Linked DNA regions of Mus musculus: region 1 is linked to region 2. The links are chromatin contacts, called in public promoter capture Hi-C maps. All regions are on one chromosome and are shown on one strand. The core of a region is the stretch at or near the end of the contact, and the rest is flanking DNA. Distances in the headings are between cores, read along the strand shown. Region 1 holds the start of Zfr (zinc finger RNA binding protein). Region 2 overlaps Slc45a2 (solute carrier family 45, member 2).

What was found. Promoter capture Hi-C pulls out the DNA fragments that hold promoters and counts their contacts.
Region 1: a contact with region 2 is called in a promoter capture Hi-C map of liver, with 3 times the contacts expected there. The contact joins the promoter of Zfr here to the enhancer-like site in region 2. A contact is called at or near these places in 5 of 39 promoter capture datasets (embryonic stem cells, hippocampal neurons, liver and 1 more).

What each region holds. Positions count from the first base shown.
Region 1 is chr15:12,115,050-12,119,648 of GRCm38.p6, reverse strand. Zfr (zinc finger RNA binding protein) reads right to left here and starts at 1,798. Exons shown (of 20, transcript NM_011767.2): 1 at 1,702-1,798; 2 at 1,311-1,410. The coding sequence starts at 1,738.
Region 2 is chr15:11,023,228-11,028,318 of GRCm38.p6, reverse strand. Slc45a2 (solute carrier family 45, member 2) reads right to left here. Exons shown (of 7, transcript NM_053077.3): 5 at 4,852-4,975; 6 at 2,386-2,597; 7 at 1-604. The coding sequence ends at 380. Among named protein-coding and RNA genes, the nearest start is that of Rxfp3, 12 kb to the left of the region's middle. Within about 2 kb of position 2,473, at least 4 of the 459 cell types and tissues checked have an H3K27ac peak or open chromatin away from gene starts, as enhancers often do. A contact at or near this core is called in liver, where this site is marked.

The DNA.
Region 1 (4,599 bases), core at 549-3,048, 1.1 Mb before region 2:
AACAGTATCTCTTGTAGTAAATTGTATCATAGGATTCCCTAAAATGAAGTAACTTTTTTTTCCTTTAGAATTTTCAGCCCCCAATTATTAGCCAGTATCCCATTTTACAGAGGAAACTCAAAAAATATGTCCCAAATGTCATAAAAAATCACAAAGATACTGTTACTAAAATTTTGTTTTCCAATGAGCCTCTTTTAAATACATGACTCTCCTAAGGTAAATGGGATGAAAAAGCTATCTGAATTTAACCATGATCCTAAATATGCTAAGGCACACATAAAACTGTATGCTTACTGCATGAACCAAGCGACTAGCTGTCTTACTCTGATTCATGACGGTCCAATAAATACAGGGTTTTGCCTCTTGTTTCTGCGATAAGATGTATAAGGAATTACAGCTACTTTAGCAATGACAGCTATCTGGAGGTAGAGGATTCATCCCAGGCACCACAACTACTCGGTATACAGTCACTGGCATTTTCTTTTTCCCCGGGCGGGGCGAGGGGCAGGGGGGAAGACCTCAAAGGAGAACCACCGGTCCACTTGGAGCCGTCCTCAATGGCTCCAAAGGCTACACACGCATCATCTACCCTAGGAACTTCGCACATCTTTTTCGGTCTAACAGCTAAACGATTCACAGGTGGTTGGCATATTAACATCTCCGCGAGCAAGAAAACCCAAAGGGAATGAGATGGAGGCGATGACGCTGGCAAAGTGGCAGTTAATCTGAGGGGCTGGGGGCAGGGGGGTGGTTGGTGGCGTCGGGGACCCAGGGCCAAGGGAAGGTACCGACAAAGACCTGCTGTGTGATCTGGGCTCCGGGGGCGTCGCGGTAGAGGCCGCTGACTCCGCACTCCGCGCGAGGCCCCTCGGCTCACTCTCTCTCCATTCCCCGAGCCAAAGGGAAGATAAGAGGTGGGGGGGTGACAGGGTGGAGGCGGGGACCCGGGAAGCCGAGGGGCCGCAGCGGGCGGCTCGGCTCCGCTCCAAGGCCGCGGGAGGCCATTTTACCTCCGGGGCCGTCCAAGGCCCTCCACGTCCCCAACCCCTCCGCAGTCATCCCTCCCCCGTCTCGGCCCCTCCGGGGGCCGCTGTCCGCCGGAGCCGGAGGCCGAGTGCGACACGGCAGGGAAGGGCGGGTGTGGGGAGGGTGCGGGGGGCTCCCGGCCGCGCCTGCCGCGGGGACCCGGGCTCTCGGGGCGGTGCGGCGGGGGCGGGGGCGGATGCGGCCGCGGGGCCGGAGCGTCGGCGGGAGCCGGACCGCGGGGCGCGGAGGGAAGAGGAAAAAGGGAGAAGGCGGGGAGCCGTTACCTATACTGGGCCGCAGCCGCCGCCGCCGCCGCCCCGCTGTGGGTGAATCCAAAGTAGTTGCCGGTCGCCATTTTGGCATCTTCCCCCAGCCGGCTGGGCACTGCGGCGGGCACGGAGAGTCAGGTCCCATGGCGGGAGGGCAGCCGTCAAGGGGTCGGGGTGCCGAGGGATGGCAAGGGAGAGAAAAGGGGCCGTGAGAAGCCGCCCTGGCCGGCGGGGACCGCGGCCGCGCCGCCGTCCGCCTCCCTCCCCGCACTCCCTCACTCACTCGCACGCCCGGGTGGCGGCCGCCGCCTCCTCCCCGGAGCTGGCCCCAACCCCCGCGCCTACCCGCCGCCCAGGGCCGGGGCAGGGCATGGCAGAGGCCTCCACGGGCCACATTTAGACTCACCATAGGTGAAAGAAACTACAGGGCATATGGGAATCATGGGCTCGGGCTGCTGCTGCTGAACTCTGAACTCTCACCCGCTGCCTCCCTCCTCTGCCCCACTCCTCCTCAGCGGAGAACAGACCGCCGCCGCCGGCCGCACCGCGCAAGCGCGCTAGTGCGATGCATCCTGGGAGATGTAGTCCTTACGCCCCGCGCCAACCCCCCCACCCCCCACCCGGGGGCTGGCGCAGGGCCCCCCGAGGAGCGGATTTCTGGGGTGCGGATGTGGGGTTCTCTCGTGGGACTACGGGCCCGGCCTTATCCTAAGCGATGGTGACTCGCACCCGCTGCAGGGAGGCTACAAGGCGGAGGAAGAGCGCCTCGCTCGGCCGCGGGGGAGTCGGGCAGCGTGACCAGATAGCGTGACGTCTGTTGGCCTTTTCGCCGCCTTACTTTTTCACCGGTTTCCTTTACTTTTGCGGCTGCGTTTGTTCTCTCTTTCAGCCCTCCTCTCTCCTTTAATTTCCATTAACATTTGAGCTGGCCTAATTCCTGTTGCTTGTCACTGGCCTTTGGAAAGGGGAGGAGACAACGATGGGGGGGAAAAGAGCAGAGGAAGTGCTGCACCAAGCATCTGCCCAGAACCCTGCCTGTCACAGGGGTCACACATTTTGCCAAGACCCCGCCCCACCTCACAGACAAGGAGCCTTTCAGGGTCATGTTGGCGGCCCCCAACAAGGTGTTGGGCGTTGTAGATGCCAGAAACGAAACGTGACATGTTGTAGGAGCAAAACAAAATCCCTGTTCACATGGAATTTTTGTTCTGGGAAGTCTTATGACACACTAGAGCCAAAAACATAGAAAATGTGGTGGGTGGGACTGGAGTATTAGGAATAAAAACAGGACAATGAAGATAAGGGGAGTTCGGGCGGTTAGGGCAAGCCCTGGAATAGAGACCTGACAGAAGCAAGAAAACCACCCAGGTAGCTACCTGGAGGAAGGGCAGTGGAGAAGTCTATAGAGTATCAAGGAAGTCACTCTGGCTAGAACTGAGTGCGGGGATGACCAGTTCAAATGTCTTTGTGAGAGTCTTAGATTTCCTGGGTAGAGGGGCATACACCTATAAATCCCATCATTGGAGAGGCTGAGACAGGAGGATTTCCCAGAGTTCTAGACCTGCCTACACTACAGAGGGAGACAGTGTTTCAAAATAGAAACTACCCACCTATTCACTCCTTACCTGAGCTTCAAAAGAGTGCCAGGTCTCCCTGGGTCAGGATCAATACTTTATAAATAGTTCTTTACTGCATGCAACTGTGTCTTCATTACAGATGCTTTAGTGTTATCTCTGTATTGTCTCAGGCCATTTTCAGTCACACCTCCCCCACCTCCACCCCCCCCCCCCCCGCCCATTTCTTTTCTACTGCTAGGGATGGAGCTGAGATGACCTGAGCTAGCGATCGTTCTCTCTCTCTCTCTCTCTCTCTCTCTCTCTCTCTCTCTTCTCTCTCTCTCTTTCTCCTTTAGTTAGGGTCTTGCTGGCTGACCTGGAGACCTGGCACTCACTATACTGCTTCCGCTGGGCTCTCCCTCCCCTTCCATCCCCTCTCCCAGCCACTCCTGGACTGATTTCTGTCGTCTTGCTCTTACCCTGCCTCCACCAAGGCCTAGGAAGCGCTGCACCTCACCTCTCACCTGCCTCGTGGCCATCCAGCAGCCCCCTGCTGCTTATCTCTTAAGTCTGATGAGCCTTAAAACAGTCAGAGTGAATCAGAACTCACCCGTGGAAATCAGCGCTTTAGTCTACCTAAGGCAAACATTGCCTCAGTCCCCACTGGCGTCAACCCCCACACCTCCTACAACAGTACAGGTTCTGAGAACCTGCCTGGTTTGTCTTTTTTCTCATTTCAAAGGGAAAATGTAGGGCTTTGGGGGAAAATCAGTGTCATTGTTTTCGAGAACACTGATGGTTCCCAATTGTGTTGCTAAGGGGGAAAAAAATCTCCTACATATGGGGCATTAGAACTGTGTTGAAAAGGTGACTTGCCTTGAACTTCACGGAACAATGAAGTCTCTAGGCTAGCTAAGCAGCCAGCTGCTTCCATAAGCCTCACCACTAGTAAGCTATTTGCATTAAATGGGAGGAGAAGAGTCGGGTGGCAATTGTTGATTTCTGTTAAGGGCTGGCTTTCTGTTTGGCTGCTTGTCTTGAGAGGATAGAGTTACAGTGTTGATAACTTACACTGAACTGAAGTAGAAACTGGCTTCTTGGTGGTGATGGTCCTTCGGGGTGTGACAGGCTAGCCTATAGTAAGTACTTTAGCTTGCCCTCACCTTGTTTAGGAAAGATGTTTGGAGCAGACTGAAAGAAAAAAAAAAGATCTGGGTCTTGGGGGAGCTAGCAGGGGGATATTCTGATTAATGTTATTTAACTTTTTGGAGCCTCTTAAGATAGGAATAACAGCATCTTCTTCATATGGGCCATTGAGATGGCTCAGCAGGTGAAAGTGCTTGCTATCAAGCCAAATGGCCCAGGCAGGTACAATATGTCCCCTGACCTTCCCTCTCGTGTCCACACATATACACAGGCATACACTAAATACAGAAGAAGAAGTATTCTTCAGAGTGCTGTGGTAAGAGTCAGATGGGACTGATTTAAAGCAGCATCTAAACTTCTTATTAAAAACAAACCAAAACCAAAACTGGGACCCCGAGGGATGGCTTAGCAGGATTCAGGTGCTTGCTGTGCAAACATGGAGGCTCAAGTTTGACCGCTGAAACTCATGGAAAGATGGAAGGAGCGAACTGACTCTACAAGGTTTCCTCTAACCTCTACCTATGTCCATGGCATACACACAAGTATATCTCTGTCTGTCCGTCTACTTATCTGCTTGTGTAATACACACCCACACCAAACAA
Region 2 (5,091 bases), core at 1,224-3,723:
AACACGATAAAAGAAACACTCGGTCATGTTTTAAGTGCTTCTGAATTTGATGAAATGTGTGATTTCCCAGTGGTATATGAATTGACTTTTAAAAATTATTTATAAGCATTACAGGTAAGATGCATTTGTTCCTAAGACATGATGGAGGCTTGAAATTCTCTTGAGAAGCAGAACTTGACTCTCTCATCCTGCATTGCGGGGCAGTAAGGAAGATGCAGGGGAGCGGGCAATCCCACCACACCTTCCCCACATGTATGTGCAAGGCGCAGTGCCAGCATGAGGCATACAGTCCCCAACAACACCGAAGAGTCCGAGAAAAGAGCGGTTTCTTGCCATGGGCTTCTTTTGTCTGAGGTTTGGTGGGTGTCTTTTTATGAACCTAATCTACATATCTTACGAAGAGCGCCACAAAGCAACAGCCTATCAGGGACACCGCAGACGCTGTGATCACCACGACGACGACACTCCCAGCCATGTTGACCAGGAAGCCCAGGCCACCTCCAACCAAGATCTGAGCCAGCTGTACCATGCAGGTGAGAGCAGCGCAGTCCACGCCTTTGCCTCTCCCCTGGTTGTCAGGGCCTCCTGGCGCTTCCTGCCCCTTCTACAAGGGAAGCACAGAAACAACCATTGGTCTACAGGGCACTAGCGCACAGGGCCAGGAGCCCGGTGGTAACTACCTCTGGGCTTCGTAGGATCTTGGTTGTAATTATTTGCCTCTGCTCTCACAGCTCCAGAAAGCCTTTGTGAAAGAACAAACTGCATTTCCATGCAGTCTTAAGCACACTGATAATGGGTTTCATGTTATTTTTAGGCATCCCAAAACAGCATCCTTCTTTAAACTTCTTTTCAATCTTTTGCAAACTTAAAAGGGATTCTTATCTTATAAACTGTTGAAAAGCAAGCAGCAGGCTACCTTTGACCAGCAGGCTACAGTTTGCTAATTCCTAACCAAGGGACTCAGGGAACTCCACTGATGCTGTTTCCCTTGTGTTGCCAGGAGGCCTCTTCCTCCACCTTTAATGAATGCATGCTTAAACATTAATATAGTCGGAATTCTCTTTGTAAGAAGTAAATAAATACAATGTTGCAGAAACTCAAAAAAGCATCAGTCCAAATCTTTTTTTCTTCCCTGGTGTTAAAAAGGCAAACATTTTCAGAAGGATGCTGAAGTTGTTTTAAACATGGAAGAAGCAAAGTTCAACCCCTTCCACGGTGTGACTATTCTGTTAATATGCTAACACTTGGTTAATAGTTAATCTTTGGCCCCAGTTGGTTCGAATTGCCATTTGGTATCTCTTACAGACTAGGTGTTGGCAGGGCAGTTTTGCAGTTAGGACCTTATTTTGTCATTAGCACACACGTAGGTGCAGGTATTGCTGTCACTGTCCCCAGGACAACAGTAACACTAACTGTCCTATTTGGACTCCTGTGAGCTAATAAGTAGGCCCTGTGCTGAGCACAGTACATATCCCTTCATATTTCCTTCACCATTGGCCTTGTATAGTGAGTGTTGCCCCTGTCCCTGACTCAGAAGAACAGCTACTGTCTGGTGATCATTCCCTCTACTCCTTTGATATATATATATATATCTCAAAGCTCACACACACACACACCTGCCTCTACCCCAAACTACTCATCCTCCTTATAACCCTCTACCCTCCCTATCCCCCCTCTCTTTCTCCCTCTATCATTCCCTCCCTCCCCCCCTCTTTCTTGCTATTCTTTGATTTTTTTTCTCCTCCCTCCTTAGCCTCCTAGGCCATGTACAGTTTGGGTTTTTTTGTTTTTCTCTTTCTGCTTTGAACTCTTCAAAATGCCTTGGAATAGTTTCTCTCTCTGACACACACACACACACACAACCCTCCTCAATGATTGAGTGACTATTTTGGTGGTACTCCTCAAATACATTCATGAGGACCACTTAAGGTCCTATCTTGGTCTGAATCCCAAGTCATAAGTGGACAGCACCTCTATCCAGGAAGCATGGTAAGGGTTAAGTCACCGTTCCAGACTGTAACCGCAAGAAATGCCACCATGCTTCTCTGTACCTTAGATCAGGGGTAGCATCACTGTGGGCATCTAGAAATGCTGCGATGTTGAAAGCTCCTTAGAGTGGTTGCAAAAGACATAGGGCCTCTTTGTCTCAGTCTGATCAAGGACTCATTTCTCATCATCAGTGAGCCTACCTACTTTAATCAGATATTTGGGGTCACTATCATTGTCCTAAAATTCAAAAGGTGCATAGGGATTCACAGCAAAGAGAGAACTCTCCTAGCTTTGTAGTCATGTTTGCATGGTTATACTTGTTTAAGCATCCTTCTGCCTTCCTTCCTTCCTTCCTTCCTTCCCTTATCCTTGAGGTAAATTCCCTTTGTCACCCACCTCTTTCTCCTCTTCACGGTGGTACTCAGCAATGAGGTTAAAGGGCACAGTGTACAATGTGCTGGACATTACACCAAACATAGAACAGAGGACCAGAGTAGAGTACACATTTGGAAAGAGTCCTATGAATCCTGTTCCCAGGCCAAAGAGCAAATATCCCATGAAATAAAGGCCTTTTAATCCAATGTAGGAGACCATAGCTTTCTGAAAGTCTGTAGAGAGAATAAAGGGGGGAAAATTACAGCTGGCAGTGCCGCACAATATCTAATAACTTCAGATAATCCTTTCTTTTGAAGATGCACTTTCCTTTTTAGACGACTTCCTTTGATACTGAGTCAGAAACAAAATACTTCCTTATCTGTGTGCCAGAAACAGCTGGCTTTGGGGATCAGTTTTAAATCCTTTGCATAAAAGACAGCATGAAGTTGCCTTGCTGACTCTACTGTCCATAGAGAAGAACAACGTACTGTTTAGTAGCCAGCCAGATATCAAAAGAATATAAAAAGGAGAGGCAGAAAAGAGACCCTTGGTGATGGGACCAGGGATGAATGACACAGAAGAGTCAGGTTCATTCTGATGAGAGTGGTCAGACCCAAGAGTACCCGATGGACAGTGTATGCTTATCCTGATCCCACGACCCAAAGTTAAGTTAGAGATATTAAAATAGCCAAGCTTCTCAGAACAATCTAAGTCACTATTAGTTTCTTAGCCCTAACATGAAGGCAGTCTGTCCAGGTAAAAAAGATCCGAGGTTCTCTGTAGACATTTGCCTATCTTGTCAATCCTACAAGATCTGTGAAGGGGATCCCACACCGCCCTATCATAAACTTCTCCACAGAGACAAGTCTCTTAATTGTTTATCATCTCAGCCTCCTTACCTAAAAAGTAGGAATAAAATATAGTTTTTTTTAGTGGAGGCTGTTAGTCAGAATCAAATGTGGCAAAGCCTATGAAAAAAATCACCCAGCCCAATTTTGGCATATAGATGATCCCCAGTTAGTGTGGTTACTGCTATTTTACTGACTTCAGGGAAGGACAAAGACAGTTAACTTTGACCTTACTTCTCCTCTTAGCATATATTTATACATACAAATTATAAGGAAAGAATTATCTCCTCTTCTTTAGTCTATTGGATCATGTGAGCCAGAGAATAAATGGCGCATGCTTGAGATGTGCTCATTGAGATTAAAGGTTGCTTAGCCACTGGAATTAGCCATTGGGCTTACACATCACAGATAAGGAATAAAATCTCTATTGTGAATGGATCATTTATGAAGCAACACACTGTCTCGGGTCACTGGATAGGAGACAAGCTGTAGAAACGACAAGCAGACCACGTTGCTTCCCTTTTGAAGTGCATTCTGTGCCTCGAGTGCTAAGGTTGGAGCAGTGCAGAGCTAGGTCAAACTCGTAATAATCCTTGACAAGCTTGCTTGTTTCATATTTATGCATGTGCAGAGCACCGAGTCTAAGGCGTCTTGCTGCTCAAAAGATATCAATGCACAGCTCTTATCCAGGTGTGTAGGTAAGCCAGTGAGAGGTAAGGAAAGAAAAAGAGAGATTTGGACACATCTCTATCAACTGTAGAAAGGTTGAAAGTCTGGTGAAAAGTGCCTCATTCATGAGGAGATGTCAATTCACCTCTTCAAGAACTAAATTCCCTTGCTTCTGCTTCCCATGACACCCGAGTTGGCCACAAACCTCAGTAGTGCTGTCTTCGTGGTAGGAAGAAATTACGGGGTTAAATTTTAGGCATGAATGCTAGCACAGGAAAAGGAGGTCAGCTCTATCACAATACCGAGTTATTGTAGTAACGGCTAGACGGCTATATCTCGACTGCAGTGCAGATGAAGTTTTCTAGGGCTATTTCCCACCAGGGCATCCAGGTTGCCCTGTGGCACTCTAGGTAGCTGGAGATGCTAGATCTTCACCTGATGCTGTGTGCTGAACTGAGAAAGAGTAGCAATATGCTCTGAGGGGAGGTAAATGGTGACTTCTGCCAATGGTGGGTGGAGAAGTAGGAGGAATACTTGAATAATATCGCAACAGAAGCACAATTTAAGGTAGCTGTGGGAAGAACGGGGGAGCATCTACAAATTGGTCAAATCATCTATGAAATCTACAAGACACCTATGAAATGGTCCTGCTCCATCCAGCAGACCAGGAAGCTTCTGGGCTCCACATCTTATCCGTCCAACATTTTACTATCTTATTCACAAAATTTCCTTTTCTTTTCTAACAAGTTTCCCAGAATTCCGCTGGTTACAAGCACAATTCAAGGGGAATGACTCCTAGGATTGAGTCTGAAAAAAGACACTTCCTGTGATCCTCTTGAAAGTGTTTTTCCTTGTTCCCTTAAAATGATCAAAATCCAATCTTTTAAAGAGAAGGAAATAGATTGTGGGATATAAAATCTGGATCCTGCTGCTAGCCATTTGAAGACAGCCTTGGGAGAAGAACACTTACATGAATAAACTGAAGAAAACACAGAGTTGATGCACAAGCCCCAACATCCGACCTCAACTCCTCTTTCATAGATGAGAAACTCCGTGGAGTTGTGTGCACCGTAGGGATCCCCATGGTATACAATCTGAAAGAGAGTTTCCAGTGATTTTGTAACTAGTGCAGTGAGGTGGGCAGCTCTTCAAATGCTTGTCTACCCTTGTGGGGAGGGGGCACTTCCTAGCGGCCAGAGTTCAAGCAGAC